Linked DNA regions of Gossypium hirsutum: region 2 is linked to region 1. Evidence: chromatin contacts called from public Hi-C data. All regions are on one chromosome and are shown on one strand. Each heading gives the region's core, a stretch centred on a gene start, on an enhancer-like site or on the middle of the called end of the contact. The rest is flanking DNA. Distances are from core to core; before and after follow the strand shown. Region 1 holds the start of LOC107963669 (primary amine oxidase-like). Region 2 holds the start of LOC107963697 (cytochrome P450 71AU50).

The links. Hi-C and Micro-C count contacts between places; a contact is called where the count stands out from the background.
Region 2: a Hi-C map of leaf shows a contact between it and region 1, with 2.0 times the contacts expected there. The contact joins the promoter of LOC107963697 here to the promoter of LOC107963669 in region 1. A contact is called at or near these places in 10 of 34 Hi-C or Micro-C datasets (callus, fibers, hypocotyl and 2 more).

Annotation. Positions count from the first base shown.
Region 1 is chrA03:2,619,001-2,624,749 of Gossypium_hirsutum_v2.1, forward strand. LOC107963669 (primary amine oxidase-like) reads left to right here and starts at 2,189. Exons shown (of 6, transcript XM_016900100.2): 1 at 2,189-3,179; 2 at 3,182-3,522; 3 at 4,211-4,324; 4 at 4,412-4,852; 5 at 4,928-5,025; 6 at 5,106-5,615. The coding sequence starts at 2,285. The coding sequence ends at 5,316.
Region 2 is chrA03:2,752,314-2,758,062 of Gossypium_hirsutum_v2.1, forward strand. It overlaps LOC107963697 (cytochrome P450 71AU50), which reads right to left and starts at 2,157. Exons shown (of 2, transcript XM_041105588.1): 1 at 1,039-2,157; 2 at 171-958. The coding sequence starts at 1,854. The coding sequence ends at 329.

The sequences.
Region 1 (5,749 bases), core at 939-3,438:
TAAGTAGTTTTATGAAAGTCTGTTGTGAAAGATTTTTACACAACCTTTTTAGTAAATAATTATAATACAAAATCTTTATTTTCAAATAACTTAAAATGACATTATAATATAATGTCGCACTTTACTTTCAAAAGATTATATTTTTAATAAGTATTTTTTTCAAAGAAAAAAATCATTAAATATTTAAATTTCTATGTTTTCACAAAACACCTCAACCCTAGTCAATTTCAAGTATTGTTAAAGTAACTTCCGAGATTCAGTCATAACATTTAGGCTTGGTTTAGGGCGTTACAACTAGTGAAAGAGTTAATGAGTATTATAGATATTAGTTGTTAGCATCTACAACAAAAAACCCAAGATATAGTAAATGCTATGTCTTTAGTCTCAAACACCAAAACTTTGAAACAAAAGTCGAGAGAAGATGGTTGCGACAATTTGTTGGAAGTTGTGAAAGCATTTTGTGAAAAGTACTATATTGAGGTTCTTGAAATGGATTCTCCATATGTGGCAAACCACGGTCATCACCAACATATTGATTTCAATATGGAGCACCATTATCAGGTTGAGATATTCAATGCTGCTATAGATTCTCAACTTCTTGAGCTAAATAGTAAATTTAATGAACTGGCAATTGATCTTCTTACCCTTAGCTCTGTTTTGGATCCTAAGGATGCTTATAAATCTTTCAATATGGATTATATTTCTTGTATTGTGGAAAAATATTATCCTATTTATTTCATTGAGCAAGAGAAAGTAATCTTTAAGAATCAGCTACAACATTATAAGTAAAATGTTCCAAATCATCTGAAATAGTAAAACCTGTCCACAAGTTCTGATCTTTGTCAAGGATTAGCAGACACAAATATCAAAGGTATTTTTCTTGTTGATAGATTAATCCTTTTTTTGTTGACTCTTCCTGATTCAACTGCAACTACAGAAAGAGCATTTTTGGTGATGAAAATTGTCAAAATAAGGCTTCGCAACAAAATGAAGGAAGAGTTTCTTATAGATAATTTTGTTGTTTATATTGAGAGAGAGATTGCTGAAACTTTTGATTTAGACTCTATATTTAGTAATTTTATTCCCCGGAAAAAATGTCGTGTACACTTTTAAGTAATGATATGTTATTTCTTTTTAATTTTTGGAAAATTGCTTCTTTTGAATCGATTTTTTATATTTAAATCGATTGTCATGTTAAAATACTGCTTTTTTTAATCAAGTGTTTTACCTTTAAATCGATTGTTACATAAAACATCTAATTTTAGCTTGCCCCCCCTAAGATTAACATCCTGGCTCCGCCACTACCTATATCTTTTGCATAATACAGTTCAATAACCATATAATAATTGAAATCTAAATCATGCAATTAGAGTAAAACAATAATTTTAACATACATTTTCTTGCAATAAAGATTTCTTTTAAATCAAAATTTGACAAGGTCACTAACCTTGATGCAACTACATTTGCCAATATCCGTCCTCATAGTACCATGCTTGTAGTGGCATGTGAATGAGTGGTGACTGACAAGTCTTTTTTAATTTATCATAAAATGCGAAAATAAAAACCTTAAAATTGTTGGTGTGTGAAGATAAAAATAAACTTATGAGAAATTAACGAATACTTCAAGGCGTGTATCAATATCACTTTCTTTAATGTTCTATTTGCCCTTCACCTATATTATGGTGTGTAAAAGAGTTACTGACAAATGAATATCAAGGATACAATGAAACCCAATGATTGTCTACGTTTTACACTGATAGAAACAGTTCACTGAACAATGAGTAAATCATAGCAATGATATTAATTTCTATAAAGAATTTTTGCAATAATTCTTTATAGAACAATATAGGAATACAAAAAATGGTGGCAGAAATAGAAAAAAAACTTTGTTTTTATATTTTTAGATGTATTATACAAATGAAAATTCACTCTTATTTATAGAAAGTCTTATTTCTCTTCATAGAGACATTATTACCTAAATGGACAGTCATATTTTTAATAATAAATATAATTATTTAATAGATATCTAATGAATAATTATGACTATTTATTAATAATTAAAAAAATAACTTTTGAATTAAAAAAATAACTATAATAGTAACTTTTAATTTGAATCATTGCATATAATTACAACAGGTACGGATGATGATAAATGTCAAAGTTCTATTAGGAACGGCCACATAATCATGTGGCCTTGGAAATTTCGTCTTTCATCTCACACCCGAAGCGGCAATAATGGCTTTGCCAATCTGATCTGAATTACCTTTAGCTTTTAGGGGAAATTATGGAGAAAACTTCATGTCTTCATTTCTGTTTCATTTCATGCTTAGTTTTATTCATTATTGTAGGTTCATGGTACCGTTCTAGCATTTCATCGTTGCCTGGTTACTCACTGCAAACTCAAAAACCGATATATCACTCAGCTGAGACCCCTCACCATCCACTTGATCCTCTTACTGTGAAAGAAATCAACAGGGTCCGGACCATCCTCTCATCTTATGAACCCTTTTCATTTACCTTCCCTACTATTCATACTATACTGCTCGATGAACCAGACAAGGTACAGGTTCTGAAGTGGAGAAAAGGTGACCCATTTCCACCACGAAAAGCACAAGTTTTGGCTCTGCTGAATGGCCAGTCCCATGTGCTTAATGTGGACTTGGATTCTATACGTGTCACTAGCCATGTCATCAATCCACGCTCAGGCTATCCGATGCTATCTATGGACGATATTTCGGCGGCGTCTAAAGCACCGTTTTCTAATGCGGAATTCAACAAATCTATTGCTGCCCGTGGGGTGTCATCATCAGAGTTGATCTGCTTACCGCCTTCGGCAGGCTGGTTTGGGCCTAATGAAGAAGGCAAAAGAGTAGTGAAGGTCCTGTGTTTCTCTAACCAAGGCACACCCAATTTCTACATGAGACCCATTGAAGGGCTCGTCATGACGGTGGACTTGGATACAATGGAAGTGCTGAAATTCTCTGATACGGGCCGAGATATCCCCATTCCAAAAAGTACCGACACAGATTACAGGTACACAGCTCAAAAGAAGGAACCACAAATGGAACCATTGAACCCAATTTCCATAGAACAACCAAAAGGACCAAGTTTTAGAGTTGAAGATGGGCATATAGTGAAGTGGGCCAACTGGGTGTTTCACCTCAAGGCTGACCACCGCGCTGTTTGGTGATTTTGAGGGTCATGGTGCGGGACTCGGAGAATGGTGAGCTGAGGGATGTGATGTACAAAGGGTTCGCTTCAGAATTTTTTGTACCATACATGGACCTTGATGAGTCCTGGTATTTTAAGTCGTATATGGATGCTGGTGAGTTTGGTTTAGGGATGTCAGCCCTTCCACTTGTGCCACTAAATGATTGTCCAAGGCACTCTTATTACATGGACGGCATTTTCGCTACTCCCGATGGAAACCCATTTGTTCAGCCCAACATGATTTGCCTGTTTGAGCGCTATGCCGGCGACATCAGTTGGCGACATTCAGAGGGCCTACTCACTGATTTCCAGGTAATAAATAACTCCAACAATAGTAACAATGATAAACCCTGATACTTTTAAAATAAGCTTAACTACGAAATAGGCCCCCAAATTATATTATTCTTTTCACTTAAGTACTAAAGTTGTTCGGGGAAAAATGTACTTAAATAATAATTCCTCTCATGTTGTCAACAATATCCAATTAAAAACGTGTCATATATTGTATGCTTATTGCTTGATATGAATTTGAGTAAATGGGAAAGTAATTGATGGTATAGAAAACACTTTTTTACCAAAAAAAGAAACTTCGAAGTACGAGAGTCTTGCGACATGTTTCAAAAGTTGTTTCCTATCTATTTTTAATGTTTAATTAAGATATAAAATAATCTAAACTTAACACGAGTCTATTTAATCTAATAGAGGTGAAACTTTTATTTTAACATCGTTATAGCTCTATAATCATACCAACTTCATAAGAATAATATGAATTTAACACAATCCTATTTAATTTAATAGAGGTGAAATTTTTATTTTAGTATCGTTATAGCTCTATAATTGTACCAACTTCAAAATAAATCATTTTTAAAGTAAAAAAAAAATTAAGAGAACTTGATTTTAACTTTTCAACTACAGAGAGTAGATTGCAAACATTATAAAAATTATAATCAATGAAAACATATTTTAATTTGTTTTTCTATTTCCATTATTGTACTTGTAGATTAGGGAGGCAAGACCAAAAGTAACTCTCGTTGCTCGTATGGCAGCATCAGTGGGAAACTACGATTACATCTTTGATTGGGAGTTTCAAACAGATGGTTTAATAAATGTTAAGGTCATTCTCTTATGCCATTAATTTTCACCAACTTCTCCCTCAGCAATAGCGTATGCCATTCATTTTGTATGATTTAACTTTGTACAGGTAGGACTTTCAGGAATGCTAATGGTGAAAGGCAGTCCTTACCATCAAGCGCCTAACCAAGATGCCATGTCGGGTCCTCTCATTTCCGAGAATCTCATCGGAGTAGTTCACGATCACTTTGTTACCTTTCACCTCGACATGGATATCGATGGGGCAAACAATTCGTTTGTTAATGTTAATCTTGTTAAGGAACGGAGTTTACCAGAGGAATCCCCTAGGAAGAGCTACTTGAAAGCTAAGAGAAAAATAGCTAAGACTGAAAAAGATGCACAAATTAAGCTTAAATTGTATGATCCCTCAGAGTTTCATATGATTAATCCTTCTAAAAGGTCTAGGCTAGGAAATCCAACAGGATACAAGATTGTTCCTGGAGGAACTGCAGCTAGTTTGCTTGATCATAGTGATCCTCCACAACTAAGAAGCGCCTTCACCAACAGCCAGGTAAAACCCTTTTATCCTTTTTTTGCTCTTGATTGAATGATTTTGCACTCTTTATTGAGTTCTTTTTTTGAATAGATATGGGTGACTCCTTATAACAAGAGTGAACAATGGGCTGGTGGGCTTCTAACTTATCAAAGTAGGGGAGATGACACTCTTGCTGTGTGGTCTGAAAGGTATAAAACTCGATAAATGAATCAATTCTTGTAATGCATACGTTCTACCCTGATTTTCTGCTTTAATCCATCGAGAACAGGGATCGTTCTATTGAAAATAAGGATATCGTGTTGTGGTACACCTTGGGGTTCCATCACATTCCATGCCAAGAAGATTTCCCTGTAATGCCAACAGTGACATCAGGGTTTGAGCTAAAGCCTGTCAATTTCTTCGAAAGCAACCCAATTCTTCGAGCTGCCCCAGCTTTTGAGAAAGATTTACCTGTTTGTAGGCCTAGTGCTTCCCCTTGAAGTCTTGATTAGCACTTGAAAGCTCTTCTCTTACCATAAGATCCCAGTTCATGCCTGCAATAGAATATATCATACAAGTTATCTATCTTCGAGAAAAAAAGATCATATTATTATCACAATCAAATGTATTTTAGTAATGTATTGTTGATTGTAAATTCCAAAAAATCATTTTAGCAATCGGAGGGGTTTAGGTAATATTATTGTGTGAATTAGTTTGAAAATTTGATATGATATTAACGTTGTGCTGGACCATTTATTTAAAAGCTGTTTGATAATAGATAAATATTTCTTATATTTTTTAATATTTTTTATATGTTGTTTTTTTATAGAATTCCTAAAACTATCCCTTCTCGACCCCTAAATAGGAGGATGAGGCACATTCGAACTCATGTCAACAATATCAATATCAATCAAACTAAGATTTAATTAGCAT
Region 2 (5,749 bases), core at 907-3,406, 130 kb after region 1:
AGGGTGGGACGGCAAAGAGAAAAGAAAAAATGATCAAAAGAGGTTGAACAAAAAATTAAATAATATTTATATCTAGGGTTACAGCATGGGACAATATAGCTAGGATTTTGGACAAAAAAAATTAAGGGAAGGGAATTAAATTCAAGGACAAATTCATTAACTCTTAATCATCAAACTAATAACTCTTTCTTTATTCAATCAAATAAAAGATATCAATAAAATGGGGCATTAGAGTAGTTGATATCTCAGTCCTAGATGACATGCCAGGATTAATAGACGATAGTAATTTGCAAAAGGAGATACATATAATAATAATAGTTTATAGCCATTACTTTTTGTAAAGCACATGATCAGACAATCTTGGTATGGGAATAAGACGTAAAGGGTTCTTTTTCTTTATAACAATTCCAAATTTGCTGGAAAGGTCAAGCTGTTCGCCTTGGGGCAATTTCCATTCAAAAGAATGCAGCAATGAGGCCAATATGAAAGATAACATCTTCTCCGCTAGGGTTATGCCTGGACAACGTCTCCTTCCTGACCCAAATGGCATATATCGAAAACCATTTCCAAGAAAATTGAACTTTCCAGGCTCATCCAAGAACCTTTCGGGTCGAAATTCTGAAGGGTTGTCCCAAATATTGGGGTCCATGTGAATGCACCACATGTTTAAATACACCTTGCTACCCTTTGGAATGGTATAGCCACCCACGGTGAGTGATTGAGCAGAACAACGAGGAATAAGAAGGGGCAGAGGTGGATGCAATCTGAAGGTCTCCTTTATCACTGCATTTAGGTAACTTAAATTAGGCAAGTGAAACTCTTCAATGATGTCATTTACCCCAACAACATCAGTTAGTTCTTTCTTCACTTTCTCCATTATTTCTGGATGTTGCATTACCTCTGCCATTACCCACTCTGTCGTAGTTGAAGTAGTATCTGTTGCACCTACCACAATGTCCTATTACAAACCACCAATTACTCAAAACGAATTAAAGAAGGAAAAATAATGTATGATAGCTAAAAATCATAAAATCTTACCATGAGAAGGCCCTTTACTTGATTCATCGTAAGTGATGAAGGGCTATCTTGGTTCTTGTGTAAATCCAAGAGCAATTGTAAGAAGTCGAATTTTTGTTCACTCGTTTCTTTCTCAGTCACCGTGTTCATTCTGAGTTCAATCACAGACTCTAAAAGTTCATTGAACGATTGACGGATTTTCTTCATTCCCCTCTTGATACCTTGGATGTCTAACCATGCAATCGCGGGGAAAATATCTGAAATGTTTGGTTTTCCCACTAACACCATCATCTGCGAAGAAATATCTTTGAAGCGACCCTCAACCGCAGTCCCTTTCTCTCCTCGGAGTGCGCCTCCCCACACCATCTTTCCGATCAAATTGATTAACGCACAGTATGCCAATTCGCCGATATCAATTGGCTTGCCAACGTTTTCATACACATCCTCCACCATTTTCATCACTTGCTCTCGTCGTAGATCATAACAGGCATTAAGGTTAGCGTTGCTTAGCATATCGGTCGCGAGAACTTTGCGCTTGTTTTTCCAGCTGGGACTGCTGTAAGAGTCGAACGCAACATCATTGGAGCCAAAGGTAATAATCTGTGCAGCAATGGGAGGTTCTCGCTCTGAAAATGCTATATCATGGTCACGAACCACTTCTTTTACAAGCGATGGAGAGCTAATTACTACGGTTAGCTTGTTCCCAAGCCAAAGCTTGTAAATGGGACCATAAACTCCACCCAACTCCGTAAAGACCAGATGGAGATTATCGAATCCAAGAAATGGAAGATACCCCAGGATTGGCAACCCACGGGGACCAGGTGGTAAAGGAGCCATCGGTTTCCTCGCCTTCCAAAATGAGTACAAGAGTGAAATTCCCTATATGGCAACCAGAAATGAGAAAGATGCTGGGAACAGTCCATCTTTCTGGTTGCCAACATTCAACAGCCATGAAAACGAGCTGCAAGCTGTTTGCAACATCTTGTTGCTTTGGGAGGAAAACCAAGAAATTTTAATGTGAACCCACTGAGTTTATCACGAAGTGCTGTGTTTATTATTGCTGAAAAGGGACCATGATTTACAGTGCAACTGGTTTGGATAAAAAGAATATTTCCTACTTCAACTTTGAGAAAAAATTTTAATATGATAACTAAAATTTTAAAATATTTTTAATTTTGATTAATTTTAGTTATTGTATTTCAATATTATTGTTTTGGTTCTCACTTTTTATCATTACAAAAATAAATTATATTTGATAAATATGATATGACATATTTACTCATATATTTAGTAGAGGTATAATTCTCATAATTGTTATGATGATTAAGATATGTTTACTCGTAAAATTTATTTGAGTTCAGGCTTCCAAAGATTAAGTAGTAGGCTTTTATTTAAATAGTTTCCTTTGAATGGAGTGCGTACATTTATAGTATAGGTATGCCTCTACTTTTATTTGAGTAATTTCCTTTGAATGTAGCCTGTACATATATAGTATAGGTATGCCCCTACTTTATGTGTGAACACTATCCCTTTAATTAGGCAATAAAAAGAAATTGTTAGTCATCACACATCTAAGTTATCCTTTTTGTTCATATGATTAACTATGTGTGGTGAAATCTGAAGGCTAAAAATTATTTTTTTAAAAATTATTGTAAGAATTTGTAATTTTTTTATTTGAAGTATTTGATGTTATTGTGAAATTATATTAAAATTTAAAAATTAAATTAATTAAAATTATATTTAAATTCATTAATATTACTATGTATGAAATATAAATTTTAAATATTTTTAAATAATTAATATAATTTTTTTAAAATTTAATTTGAATATATATATATGATATTTCAAATATTAAAATCACATAATTTAATTTGAAGATATCCCACTATCGGCAACCCTCGAGGGCCTGGCGGCAACTGGGCGACGATCTTCTTGGACTTCTTAACGGACCATAGGTGCCAAAGTGAAATTGCAAGTATGACCATGACAAAGGATAAGACAGCGCGAAAGAGTCCATCTCTCGGCTTGCTCAAATCTAATAGCCATGGGTACAAGGAGTAAGCTGTCTGCAACATTCTAGGAGGAGCTAGAGAAAAAAGATGATGATTCACAATAAAAAAAGTAGTGAAGTGATAAGAAAGTAGACATGATTTTATTTAGGAGATTTAACTAGAGGGCAACTATGGATGACTTGGCTGGAACTTGGCCTCGTATAGTCTTTAGGCTCTGAAATTTGGTTTAATCATAACCTCTAAAAACTATTTTGAAAAATAAATCAATTAATCTATTTTTTTTCCAAAATATTCAACCATTGATTCAATCAGATTTTTATTCTAATTTAAACAATTTGGTTTGATTGAAAATAATCATGATTTTTTTAGACTCAATTGAGACATTAAACTTACAAAATTGACTAAATCAATCCTTTAACTAATTTTGATTATCTGTTCCTAGAATTACTAAGGTGATTGTTAACGGTCACTAAATCAACTAATGAATGCTGATTTGGCACTACCATGTCAGTAAGATAAAAAAATAAAAATAAAAATTTAGAAATTCAAGTTCAAAATGAACCTAGACAGATAATCTTGAATCTAAACAATTTAAATTCATTTTGCCTTTATAGTATTTTTTTGGTTGAAACTAAAGTATTCACCGCCGATAGAAATAACTAATCTTCTTGTTGTGGATGGTATCTGAAAAGTTATATGGTTAGTAATGAAATGAGTTCTATCCCCATAAACGAGAATCAAACCCCCAACCTTATAATTAAGGGATAAGGTAAATAAACACTACATTAAACCACTGAATTTTTTATGGTATAAAGAACGATAAGGATATAGTATATGGAAAGATAAGCTTGGACCACTCGCTGGATACTTGGAGGCATGTGTTCGATTGCCTTTCGTTGTTAGGGAGTGTTAATGATTGTGATGGTAGAAAAGAAAATGTTTTGATCTTTTATCTATTTTGTCGTTCATTGGTGGAGTCATCTCAATCAGTTTAAAAATGTAAAAACAAAACTTGTCTTTAATAATTTTAATAATTTTTAATTATTGATGATATTTTAATAATTTTTTTTATGTTATCGACACATAATTTTGATAATTTTTTTTACTCTGAACTTCAAATCCATAACTTTGAACCTCGAACCTCAAACTCGTAACCTATAACCTTAGTTTTTAGTTTGAATGATTCCCATATTTCTTAAGAGATGGAATTACTTGGTTTTCAATTGAGTGAATTTAGATTTTTTTTTGAAAAATTGAACATTTTAAGTTTATATTTTAGGTTTGGTTAGTTTTGTTTTTGGATCATTTCAAATTCAGGATTGTTTAAATTCGAATTGTTTTGAATTTGAATCATTCGAGTTTGTCAATCGATTTTTCAAATCGGGTATTTTAGGTTCAAATCTGATATTTAAATTTAAGTAATATAATAATAAAGTACAATGTAAACACGGACTCTTAACAGTTAAGTAATCAGTGTTCCAATTCAATCCAATATCCACGATTCAAGGGATTAAATAGGGTAATCCAATTCGATCCAATCTCCAAAATTGTTTCCCAAAGCGATATAATTTTCATTGATAGGTTAGATATTTAATAAATTGTTAACAACTCAAATATGAAAATAAATTTTTCCAATGATTGAATTTTTTACACATATTTGATAATCTAAAACAAAAACGATCCGATAGATTTTTTTTTTTTACAAAACAAATGTGTGGAAAATGATAACTAAATAAGAGCTACTTACCACTTAATGGACAATATTTTTCATTAATTCAATTTTATTTTATTTATTTTAATATTAGGTAGCATTTGGTGTTTTCCATGTTATGATTCTAACAAAATGTGATTCCTTATAATGCGGTTTCTAGGAAAGTTATTTTGCAATGTTTGGTATAAATCAAAATGTCCTTAGAATGTTTTTATTATCACGTTTGATTTGCTAACTACTTTTCTAAAAATGTAATGATAATTTACAAATTTTTTCATATAATATATTTAATATTTTACAATAAATTAACTTTAATAATAATTTTTGGGATTAAATATCTAATAATATATTAATTGATCATTTTAAATTATTATTTTAATAATTTTAATTGAAATTAAAAGTATTTCGAATTTATTTTATATCAATACATATAAAATCCTAAATATATAAAACTCTTTTTGAAATAAATATTATAATGAAAAGATGAAAATACCAAATCAGTTTCCATTCAAAATTTATCCAATCGTCGCCTTTTAGGTGAAAATATACATCAAACACTGAGCCAATGGTTAATTTTGTTCAATAGCATTTAGGTTAAAGTGGTTGTACGTTCCAGCAATAACAAAAGATTTCGGAATACAACCCCATGTGATAGCATGATAATGGCATAGTCAAAGTGTTCATCGCCCTAGGTGTGGTTTGAATTCGAGTCGCGCTAGTCGTATTTATTGTTCAGGTTTTGCCTTGTTATTGTAATTCACCAAAAAAAATTTAGAATAGCATTTCTTAATTGGATAAATTCCAATAATAGTCACCCAATTATGTTCGTGCTCATGTTTTGGTTACCCAACTTTAAACATTTTCAATTTAGGCACTAACGTTTGAATTTTTTTTACTATTTTGGTCACTCGTTGTTAAATTGATAACAGAAGCCTTTTTTCTAACTGATATAATAACACATTTAGTCCTCAATACTTTCATATTCTATCAATTTGATCCTAATTCTAAA